2 separate regions of the Sus scrofa genome follow, and region 2 is linked to region 1. The links are chromatin contacts, called in public promoter capture Hi-C maps. All regions are on one chromosome and are shown on one strand. The core of a region is the stretch at or near the end of the contact, and the rest is flanking DNA. Distances in the headings are between cores, read along the strand shown. Region 1 holds the start of NID1 (nidogen-1). Region 2 holds the start of LYST (lysosomal-trafficking regulator).

Evidence for each region. Promoter capture Hi-C pulls out the DNA fragments that hold promoters and counts their contacts.
Region 2: a contact with region 1 is called in a promoter capture Hi-C map of liver, with 2.5 times the contacts expected there. The contact joins the promoter of LYST here to the promoter of NID1 in region 1. A contact is called at or near these places in 1 of 5 promoter capture datasets (liver) and 3 of 47 Hi-C or Micro-C datasets (embryonic fibroblasts and liver).

Annotation. Positions count from the first base shown.
Region 1 is chr14:55,235,474-55,240,954 of Sscrofa11.1, forward strand. It overlaps NID1 (nidogen-1), which reads left to right and starts at 3,854. Exons shown (of 20, transcript XM_021073758.1): 1 at 3,854-4,503. The coding sequence starts at 4,279.
Region 2 is chr14:55,429,474-55,434,790 of Sscrofa11.1, forward strand. LYST (lysosomal-trafficking regulator) reads left to right here and starts at 3,690. Exons shown (of 54, transcript XM_021073151.1): 1 at 3,690-4,225.

The DNA.
Region 1 (5,481 bases), core at 2,604-5,103:
AAGGCCATAAGCAGTCAGCGGCCAAACCTCACAGGAGAGTGAGATTAGAACAGATGTCTCCTTTGGGGAAACAGACAACTGACCTATTTTTCCACTCAATTGCCTGGACATGTGTCTGAATAAGCCACATTGAAAGATTACCTTGGTTTCTTACAGATAGAGCCTGCTTCCTAAATTTTATCTTGTCTCATCCAACCATGGCAGCCTGTGAAGGAGCGTATGTCTCGAAAGCGTAGGGCTTGATTTAAACCGATGTCATCATGTAATTGTGGCTGGCTATACTACTGCAGATATCAAATGATTCTTAAAAATACTGTTGAGGAGTTTCCTCACGGCCTAGCAGTTAAGGATCTGGGGTAGTTATTGCAGTGGCTCGGTGTTGCTGCTGTGGCATGTGTTCGACCTCTGGCCCAGGAACTTCCACATGCCGCAGGTGCAGCCAAAAAAAAAAGTACTATTGAATTCTCAAACTGTTGAGTTTTATTAATGTGCACACAGCACTGGTCACAGCATTGTGACCTTTGGAAAAGAAATAAACACATGATCCTTGTCCCGAAGAGCTTACATCTCGGAAAAAAGCACATAACACAACTAGAGAAAAACACCTCGCTATTAAATACACTTAGAAAATGACCAGCGTGGGAGTTCCCTAGCAGCCTAGAGGTTAAGGATCTGGCATTTTCCCTGCTGTGGCACAGGTTCGATCCCTGGCACGGGAACTTCTCCATGCCACAGTGTGGCCAAAATAAAATAAAGTGACCAGAGCAAAATATGATCTGGGAACTTCCATATGCCATGAGTGTGAATGAAAAAAAATGTAATCAAATATCATGTGATGAAGATGATCACAGTAAATATACTTGCAACTATAAATTCTAAAGGAGTGGCTGGCACCCAGCCCACATTGTCCTAGCAGGAGGCATAGCACCAGGCAACCTGTAGTAAGTACAGGGCTATAAATAGGAAATGACAGATTGTTTACAGTATATACTAAAGACAATACTAATGAAATTAGGAAACAGAAGCATATGTAAAAATAGAGCATGAACACTGTATATAAACAAGGGAGCAAATACATTTTGTGGATAGAAATCAAAGGAGAAAGTTCTCCTTCTACAGAAAAGCAGGAGGGGGAGTTCCCGTCATGGCTCAGTGATTAACCAATCCGACTAGAAACCATGAGTTTGCAGGTTTGATCCCTGGCCTTGCTCAGTGAGTTAAGGATCTGGCATTGCTGTGAGCTATGGTATAGGTCACAGACGCGGCTCAGATTTGGCATTGCTGTGGCTGTGGTGTAGGCCGGCAGCTACAGCTCTGATTAGACCCCTAGCCTGGGAACCTCCATATGCTGCGGTAGTGGCCCTAGAAAAGGCAAGAAAAAAAAAATGCAGGAGGGTTCGGTAGAAAGAACATTAGTTTGGTTCCAAATCCTGGCTCTTCCACTAACTGTGAAACCGGGTGCAAAAATTTTGCAAATCTCATTTCCCCTATCTTTGCTATAAAACTACCAGCTGTGCAATCGTTACTAGTATTAAATTCGCATCTACTGTTGCTATCCGTGTATGGGTTAAACATGCCACTATGTAATGTTGTGTCTGTCTAGAAAAGGGATTATGAGCTAATGATCTTTATATCTCGAATTCCTAATAGAGGGTCTGACTCAAAGTGGATTCTTAGTAAATGCGGAAATAGTGCAAATCATGAAAAATATACATTTAGAGAATAATGATTTTTTTGTTTTGTTTTGTTTGCTTTTTAGGGCTGCACCTGCGGTGTATGGAAGTTCCTAGGCTAGGGGCTGAATCTGAGCTGCAGCTGCTGGCCTATGCCACAGCAACGCCAGATCCAAGCTTCCTTTGCAACCTATACCACAGCTCATGGCAACTCAGGATCCTTAATCCACTGAGTGAGGCCAGGGATCAAACCCTAATGGATACTAGTCGGGTTCATTACCACTGAGCCACAACAGGAACTCCCAATAATGACAGCTTTACTACTAGCCAAGTACTTAACGTTGTGCTCAGCTCTGTGCTAGGAGTATTTCATGGATCGTCTTAATTCTCATAACAATCCTTTGACTGTAGAAAGGAACAGCCCTTGCAAATGAGGAGGTCATAGAAACCTGCCCAGGTTCACAGGGTGAGTAGTAAAAGCAGAGCCCAGGCCTCAGCCAGCCTGGACTCCAGGCTACTGTGAACAGGCTATGTGGGGAACTGCTCTTGCTTCTGCATTAGCTGAGTAAAGTTCCATGGACCAATAGGAGTTTCAGAAGCCATCTGAGTACTAAAAAGGCAGAGAATTCGTGAGAGGGGTGAGAGCATTCCAGGACAGGCAATGGCTTCTGAGATGGCTCTGCTGTCAAGCAGAGGGTAGGAAGGAGGGGAGTGTCTGGGTGCAGGCGGGAGGAAACTGGCTGAGCACACACTGGAGCCCTGGGAGCCATGCAGGTGAGCAGAGAGGAGCAGATGTGCCTCTGCAGGGAGTTCTCTCTGTGGAAAAGGGCAGAGCTGGAGCCCAGAAACTCAGAGACAGACAGTGCAGCAGCTGAGGATACTTAACCGCACGGACTAGAGTCAAGAAGTGCTTCTGGAGCTGAACGGAGGAGGCTCTGAGCGAAGCAGTTCTGGGAGAGAAATGAAGGAAAAGCCACCGGATTTTGCAGCAGATTGCAGGCAGCATTAGTCACTCTTTAACATCAAAAGAAAGAAATGTAGCAATACTGAGGCTACCATGTAGTGGCTAAGGTCATCTTAGAGCTGGACCACCCTGGGTCCCATGCAGGCTTCCAGCTATGTGACTGTAGCAAAGTGATTTAACCTCTCTGGGCCTCTCTGTCCCTCTTCTATAAATGGGGGATGGCTTTGTGATTGCAAAACGATGGTGCATTTCACTGGCTTTTTCTTCACATTTTCTCCTGGTTCAGGACTCCTGCTCCCTAAATATTATAGAGAATTTGCTATTATTAGAAAAATTATCCCAAACTGGGTCCCAGGCCCTTAATTTTAGCTGGTGAGAGGCAACGGAGGATACCCTGTTGATGCCTCCAAGTTAACAGGTCTGACATCAAACACCTATCCAAACTCTCAAAGTTGCAGCTCCCATTCCCCAACTTTAAAAGGCAGGAGAGGTTGTGCAATCCTCCAGGTTCAAAACTTTCCAGCCAGTTTAAACTTTCCTCCTTTCCCCTTCATTTCTTCCCAGTTTCCACCTTTTCTTTCCTCACTACTTTTTTTTCCCCTCTCAATGGTCCTCTGATGACCTCTGCCTCTTCTTTCAACCCACCGCTAAGTTAATGATCAACCCATTATTCAGGACACCACTTACATCACCTATCTTCCTTTGTCAAGAACACTCCCGCCAGTGTTAGAAGAGATCAGGTTCCTAGGTTTGATAGTAAAGGATTTACTTCAAACAGGACTCCTTCCCCCAAATTCTCAAGTGAGAGATGGCCCCTTGAATCCACCCAGAGCTCACGCCCTCCAGCTTCCAGAAAGTTCCTTCCCCAGACCCCTGGTGGAACTCTATCCCTTCCAGAAGACCTGGTTTGATTCCCATATCCCCAAAGTCGCTCTCCTGGACCAATTATTCCAGTCCTAATGGCACGTAGGGAGCACACCCCACATAACATTGAATAATGTCATACACTCAAGACTTTGTCTCTGCGTGTTGGCTCCTATTTCTGGCCGAACTTCCACTCAAGAGTTAAGAGAACGGATGGACGAGTAAATGGCCCTGCTCCCTTCTTGCTAATCCTCAGCACCCACTATCCCCTCTTCCTACCAGAGTCTGACCATGTGAGGGGAATCCGACCTCCGGACGCCGCCAAGCAGCGTGTCCCCGAATCCAGAGCATTTCCATGTTGCCGGGTCCCCATGACTTAGCCCAGACCCGAAGACAATGGTGAAGAGCTCAGCGCTCTGCTCCCACCTCCGGGAGGGGCCGTTCGATGGGAACTGGGTTAGTTTCAGGAACCGCGGCCACCAGTGCCCATTACCCCGCCGTGAACGAGGGCGCTTCAGCCACAACGGCGAGGGGATTCTGTGTCTCCCCTCGCCCTCCCCCTCACGGCCATTGGGTAGCCTCTGCTGCGCGCCCTGTGGACGGGGCGGGGCGCCTCTCCATCTCCCCTCGGTTCCCCTCCCCTCCCCTATTTCCCGGGGTGGGAACTTCGGGAGACCGGAGGCGTGGAGGGGTTGCTGAGGGGCGTCCGGTTACATCTCCGCCTTCCTCAGCCTCCGGCCGCCGACCCCTTGGTTTGCGGGACAGCAGTCCGGCAACATGTTGGCCGCAATCCGCTGGAGCCAGGCTGCGTGGACGCTGGCGCTGCTGCTGCAGCTGCTGCTGGCGGGGCCCGGGGGCTGCCTGAGCCACCAGGAGCTCTTTCCCTTCGGTCCGGGACACGGGGACCTGGAGCTGGAGGCCGGGGACGACCTCGTCTCCCCAGCCCTGGAGCTGAGCACAGCGCTCCGCTTCTTCGACAAATCCAACATCCACTCGATCTACGTGAGTGCGACCCCGGGCGGGAGGTGGGAGCAATCTGGGGGGAGAGCGTGGAAGGCTGAAGCGGCGTCGGAAGGAAGGCCCAGGCGGGCTGGGGGCGCCAACGAAGCCGGACGGACGTGGGCGTCGTGGGCGGGGACCGCGCGACCAGCTAGCCTCTGGGGCGCGGGGTGCGGCGCTCGGTTTCCAAGCCCCCGTGGGCTTTCCGCCTCCGCCGGGCCTCCGACGCCTCCCCGCAGCCTGTTCGCTGTCGCGAGAGGGGCACTCCGGTCTGGGGAGCTCGCCCCGTCGGCGCCACCCCGTGTGCGCCCTGTCTCACTCCAGGACCCCGCGACCCCACACTCTGGGACCCGGGCGGAATTTCCTCTCCCGCGGCTGTGGGCAGCTGCGCCCGCTGGGAAGCCCGTCCGCGTCTTGTCTTTGCCTTCTGCCTTTGAAGGAAAGGAGATGGTCTGGTTGGGACCAGGCGTGGGGCAAAGGCCAGAGCTAGGTCGCAGCTGGCGCGCGGGCCCTGGGACTCCAGTAGGTGCTGGGGCAGGAAAAGACCGCCAAAGCCGGCTCTCCGCCCCCGGGGAATTTAACCGACAGCCCGTGCATTTGTGTATGTGGACTCCGGATATGTCTTGGCAATGATTCTGCTCTCTGGTTGAGTTTTTTTTCACTCCAAAGTTCAGGGCTGGGAAAGCAGAGCGCCCTGGTGATCCAATTTCCTGTAGCCCAGCACTGTCACCATGGGGGCCCCAGAAGGGGAGCGGGCCTGAGCCTTTTCGCTCTCTGGAGCCTTCTAACTGGCAGAGCCTGGGTACGCTGTCAGCTTGGTAAAGTCCTTTCGTGCCATTGCCTTCCGCCGCTGCACACCATGTGGATTTCATATAAAGCTGTGTGCATTCCAGAAGTGGGGGGAACAGCACCATCAGCGGCTGGAGCCTGTCCTACCCATGAAATGGCTGTACTGGTCTTTTGGCTGGGGCGACTGCGCCC
Region 2 (5,317 bases), core at 2,440-4,939, 190 kb after region 1:
CCAAGAAGCAAGAGACAGGATTCCTTAGTGAGGAGGTTAATTGGGTTTTCAGGTCCTCTCCACAAGGCAGGGCACTGCATGCCACCCAGTAGGGTGGTAACCCTTATGTCTTTCCTAGCCACTGCTCAGCCAACCCTTCCACACTGAGTGAACAGGTACTGAAGGCGTGTGAAAGATAGTAGATTGAATTTTCTCTCCACTCCACTCCTCATCATAACTCGACATACTTTTAATGTGCCATTCTCTCATCTTGAATAATAATAGTAGACAACCTATATATAGGAGAAATAATTAATGACTTTTATATTTTCCTCTTGATGTGTTTTAAAGAGTACAGTAACTCTTTCAGGATAAATGGTTTAATTCCCCCCTTGAATTTAATGCCAACTAATTTAACACCAGTTTAGGGCCATTTATCTTTATCATATAAAAGATTAAAGTGATTAAAACTTTTTGTTTTTTTGCTCTGACCTATAATAACCTCTGGTCCCTATTTTACTTCCTCTTGTGCATGGGTTACCAGAAATATAGGCCAAATTCAGAGCAACTATAATAATCACCCCATCTCATGTAACTGGTTATATTCACCCATTTACAGAGTCCCTATTGTATCTGCAATCTTAAGTTACCCTATTTTTCTATTGTTTATGTTTGGACAACTATCTTGTGCCATGTCAGAACTAGGCAGGATATAAATTCTAAATAAATGAAAGTACTACTGCACCTTTACAAAGTTAACTCCTTCGAAACTGCCTGAGTCTCCTTCAAAGCCTTATTGTAATAGGATAGTAAGAACTCCACAGACTCTTCAAGTTGGAAATATCTTCGAGGAAATCAAGTTCACTGTTTGGTTTTCCCTAATTGACCGGTTAATCTGGCAAAACCAGGACCCCTAAGAACCGATAAGGAGGATCACTGCTACCGAAAATGTATATAAGGCGTTTTGGAATCTGCCCCCAAGGTTTAAGCCATTTTTGATATGAGTCTGTATCCCAGAAAAGTGTTTAACTAAATGATTGAAACCTGTCTTCCAAATGAATCATTGGCACCCTGTTCATGAACAAGGGCCTCCAAATTCCTAATAGGCACAAGATTGTTTTGCTTCCAGAAAGCTTTCAGGAAGAAAACACTAATCCAGCACACCAAGCTGTGATAGGTGCTCATACAGCAGTAGAAGTAAAGGAGGCAGGAAGCATCAGGATAAATGCAAGCAAACACTTCCTTTAGTCTTCACAGGTATTCAAAATACTTTAGGACTTTTTTTGTGTGCTACAAGGTGAAACAAAGCTAACAAACCTTTCAAGGTAAAGAGAATTTTTTTTCCCCTAGGGACATACATTGGTGGTGACTTTATTATCTCTTAGCATTCAGACAGTTTTTGAGTTGGAAAGATAAAGAACTTTCTCTCAGTGCCTTTGACCCTTACGTCTCTGTTGGGTGTGTGTCACTGAGCTAAACTAGAACTGACCCAAGGATGGTAAATAAAGTCAAACTACCCTCGTTGCACTGAGTGTAGCTGGAGGAGTCCCAGACACGGCCCAAGCAGCAACAGACATTGCAAGCAGGGGTTGCAATCACGACTCATTGAAAAGATACTTATCAAGAGCCGAACACATACATGGCACATAAAATATTAAACTACATTTGCAACTATCTGTTTAGGAACCAATTATGAAGACTGTGCCAGGTACTTTAGTGTTTAGCCAGGCATGGAAATTGAGAACCGTAAGTAATCCGATAATACCTATTATAAATATTCACTTTAACAGCCATTGTTCCAAACTCCACCGTGATGTTATAATATGAATTTGTTTAACTGTAATTGGTGTCTGGAATATAACCTAATTAATATCAATTTCTAAGTACAGTAATAGCACTGAAAGTTCTGAGCAAATACATGTAATACATAATAGTAATTCAACAAATACTTATCGCACATCTGTATAGTCTATATATGTATCATACACACATGTGTGCGCGCGCACACACACACACACACACAGAGTAGCCTAGTAGGTAGTTAAGAGCTTGCAACTGCAAGTTAAACTGACCAGTGTTATCATTTAAAAGCAATATGACAAACAAACTGATGGTTACCAAAGGAGAAAGGATTGAGGGAGGGACAAATTAGGAATTTGGGATTAGCAGATACAAACTACTATCTATAAAATAAACAAAGTCCTACTGCACAGTGCCTGGAACTATATGCAATAGCTTGTAATAACCTATAATGGAAAAGAATTTGAAAAATAATAGATATACATGTATATGTATAACTGAATCACATTGCTGTGCACTAGAAACTAACACAACTTTGTAAATCAACTCTACTTCAATAAAATAGATTTTTTTTTCTTTTTTGGCCACACCCATGGCATATGGAAGTTCCTGAGCCAGGGATTGATTCTGAGCCACAGCTGTCACCTATGCCATAGCTGTGGCTATGCTCAATTCTTAACCTGCTGCACCACAATGGGAACTCCTAAAATAAAACTAAAAAAAAAAAAAAAAAAAATACATATATATATATAAATATATATATATATATATACACACACACACAAATAATTGAGAGGAATAAAGCAACTACTTGAGAACTTAAAAACTAATTGAAAAAATAAATAAATTTTTAAAAAATCAAAAATAAATATATGAAAGAAGTGCAGGGAGTTTCTGTCATGCCTCAGCAGAAAAGAATCTGACTAGCATTCATGAGGATGTGGGTTCGATCCCTGGCCTCGCTCAGTGAATTAAGGATCTGGCATCGCTGGGAGTTGTGGTGTAGGTCAAAGATACGGCTTGAATCTGATGTTGCTGTGGCTGTGGCGTAGGCCAGCAGCTGCAACTCAGACTCAACCCCTACCCTGGGAACCTCCATATGCTGCAGGTGGGGCCCTAAAAAGTAAAAAAAAAAAAAAAGTGTGGCATTGAACAAGTCTCAGATTTCTTATCTATAAAATAAACAAATGTTTTTTATTATTAATAATAAAATATTAATCCAGAAATCCATAATAGGCATGGGATTGAAAATATGAGAGTATTTGTAATCAAATTTTTATAAAAAATAATAGGAGTTCCTATTGTGGCTCAGCGGTAACAAATCTAACTAGTAGCCATGAGGATATGAGTTCAATCTCTGACCTCGCTCAGTGGTTAAGGATCTGTCATTGCTATGAGCTGTGGTGTAGGTCACAGATGCAGCTCGGATCCCTCATTGCTGTGGCTATGGTGTAGGCTGGCAGCTGCAGCTCTGATTTGACCTCTAGCCTAGGAACTTCCATATGCTGTGAGTGAGGACCTAAAAAGCAAAGATAGATAGATAGATAAATAAATAAATACAAAAAGAATAACAGCAGAAGAAAAAAAAAAAAAGAGAGAGGGAGAGGCAGATGTCAGCACAAAAGAAGGGCAGAAATACTACACTACGAGTTTGGTGAAAGTGGCAGTGGCTTGGTGTTTAGTTTGTTTCTATGTCCTCCAAGTGGCTGCAGAATTCTCAAAACAAGAGTGATGATGCTCCTTGCAAACATAGGCCCTCCCCCTCTGCCAGAGAATCAGAGCACTCTGACTCACAGAAGCCACCACAAAATCACTAACTGGAAAGCCCTGCTGCAGCTCCACTGCAAAGAAATTGAACTTGATTTGCCAGATACGCCACGTGATCCAAGCAGGGCCTCCTGCCAAAGAGCCAGAGGGAGAGGGCCACTTGCCTTCCTGGGAGCACAGACCGCCTAGCCTCATCACCAAACGGAGAGGCAGCAGAGGGCTTTACAAGAAGTCATTTCCAATGATGATTTGGCTTTGAAAAGGGTGGCTGCAGTGCCAGCGTGTTTGGTGCATTGCCTCTTTGGGCTGAGGATCCATTCTTCCCACGGAGAAGTTGTGTCATGAGGTTCTTGTGGTGCATAAAGCTACCCTTCCCCATCTGCTCCTGCAGCTTCCTCTGGTGACATCGGAAAGGCTGCAGGGTTCGCCATTGCCATCTAATGGGGCTTCAGGCTGTTCAACTCAACTGTGCATGCTCTGATAATGCCAGGAGAATGATGCAACCCTAAGTCAGCTGAACAGAAGCCGGAAGTTAACTGCAAACAAGTGACCCAGCTTGCATAACAACATGGTCCTCCAGTTTCACTGCAGCAAGAGTAGATGGCTGCTAATTAGCCGGCAGTGAAGATGCCTACAGAGTGATGACAACAAGGAAGAGTTCCTGGCTCCCTGGAAAAAGGTAATCACCTTACAGATAGGATTCAAGTGTTTCTGAGACACCCACCCTCCAGTGGCAGCCAAGTGTGTGGACAGCTTTGGTGGGCAGGCTAGGTAAAGGCTGAGAGCTGTAGGACCACCAGGGAAGGGGATAAGCAGATGAACTCCTGGCCACCCAGGTGCTCTCAGGAGCTGCTTCCTGCAGACTGCTTGCTCTGAGAGGAAGGAGAAGGAAGATACCTGTCTGGAATGGGCTGAGCCAATGACCCTCAATGGAGAGATTCCAGCTGTCATTCTTGGATGTCAGTACAGTGAGGTTGTTCATCCTGAGCACAGCACAGGTGTAAGGACTCACACAGTAAGTGGGTGCTGATGGGCTCCCCTGGGGTGTTATTAGACAAGGTGCATCAACCCAATACAGTCAAGAGGTACTTCCTCTCTCACCCCTCACTGCCAGCCCTATCTAACCCTTCAGCCTCTATCATATTCCTGCTCTATGATAAGAAGAGCTCAAGTGCTACTATTTAGGAGGCTTTAGACTGGTCTAGGAGGAGAAGGGAGACAGCATAGAGCTAAGGATGGAAGTGGCGAATTATGAAGGGATAAATAAGAAATTCTGTGGCTGGAGTGGTGGGGGAAGGGAAAGACTGTGAATGAGATTAGAGGGAAAGCTCGGAGAAACCAGAATGCCTGCCAGATGGAGAGAGGTGCTGAGCCTAGGATGGAAGTCAGGGGTTTAGAGATTGGGATGGAAGAACAAGCCCAAGTAGGGTTGAGCAATTGTTCTGAGCCAGGAGACTGGAAGAGCTTGGGAGTGGGTCAGCCTGGCTGGGGAGGTGGATGAAGAAGATGAAAAGAGAGAAGTGGATGAAAAGACAACTCCATCTACTCAGAAGCCCAGTAGCCTTGTCTGATTCTGCTCCATGAAGCTTCTCACCCCCCACTTCTGGCTGGTTCCCACATTCTGCTCAACAGCCCTCTCTGTTCCCATGACTTCTCCATTTGGGTCCTCATCATCTTTCTGAGACAACTTCCAGAGTCTCCCCACCAGGCTCCCTGCCTCTAGTCTCTCTCCCCTCCAATCCATCCCTCACACAACTTCCGAACCTTATCT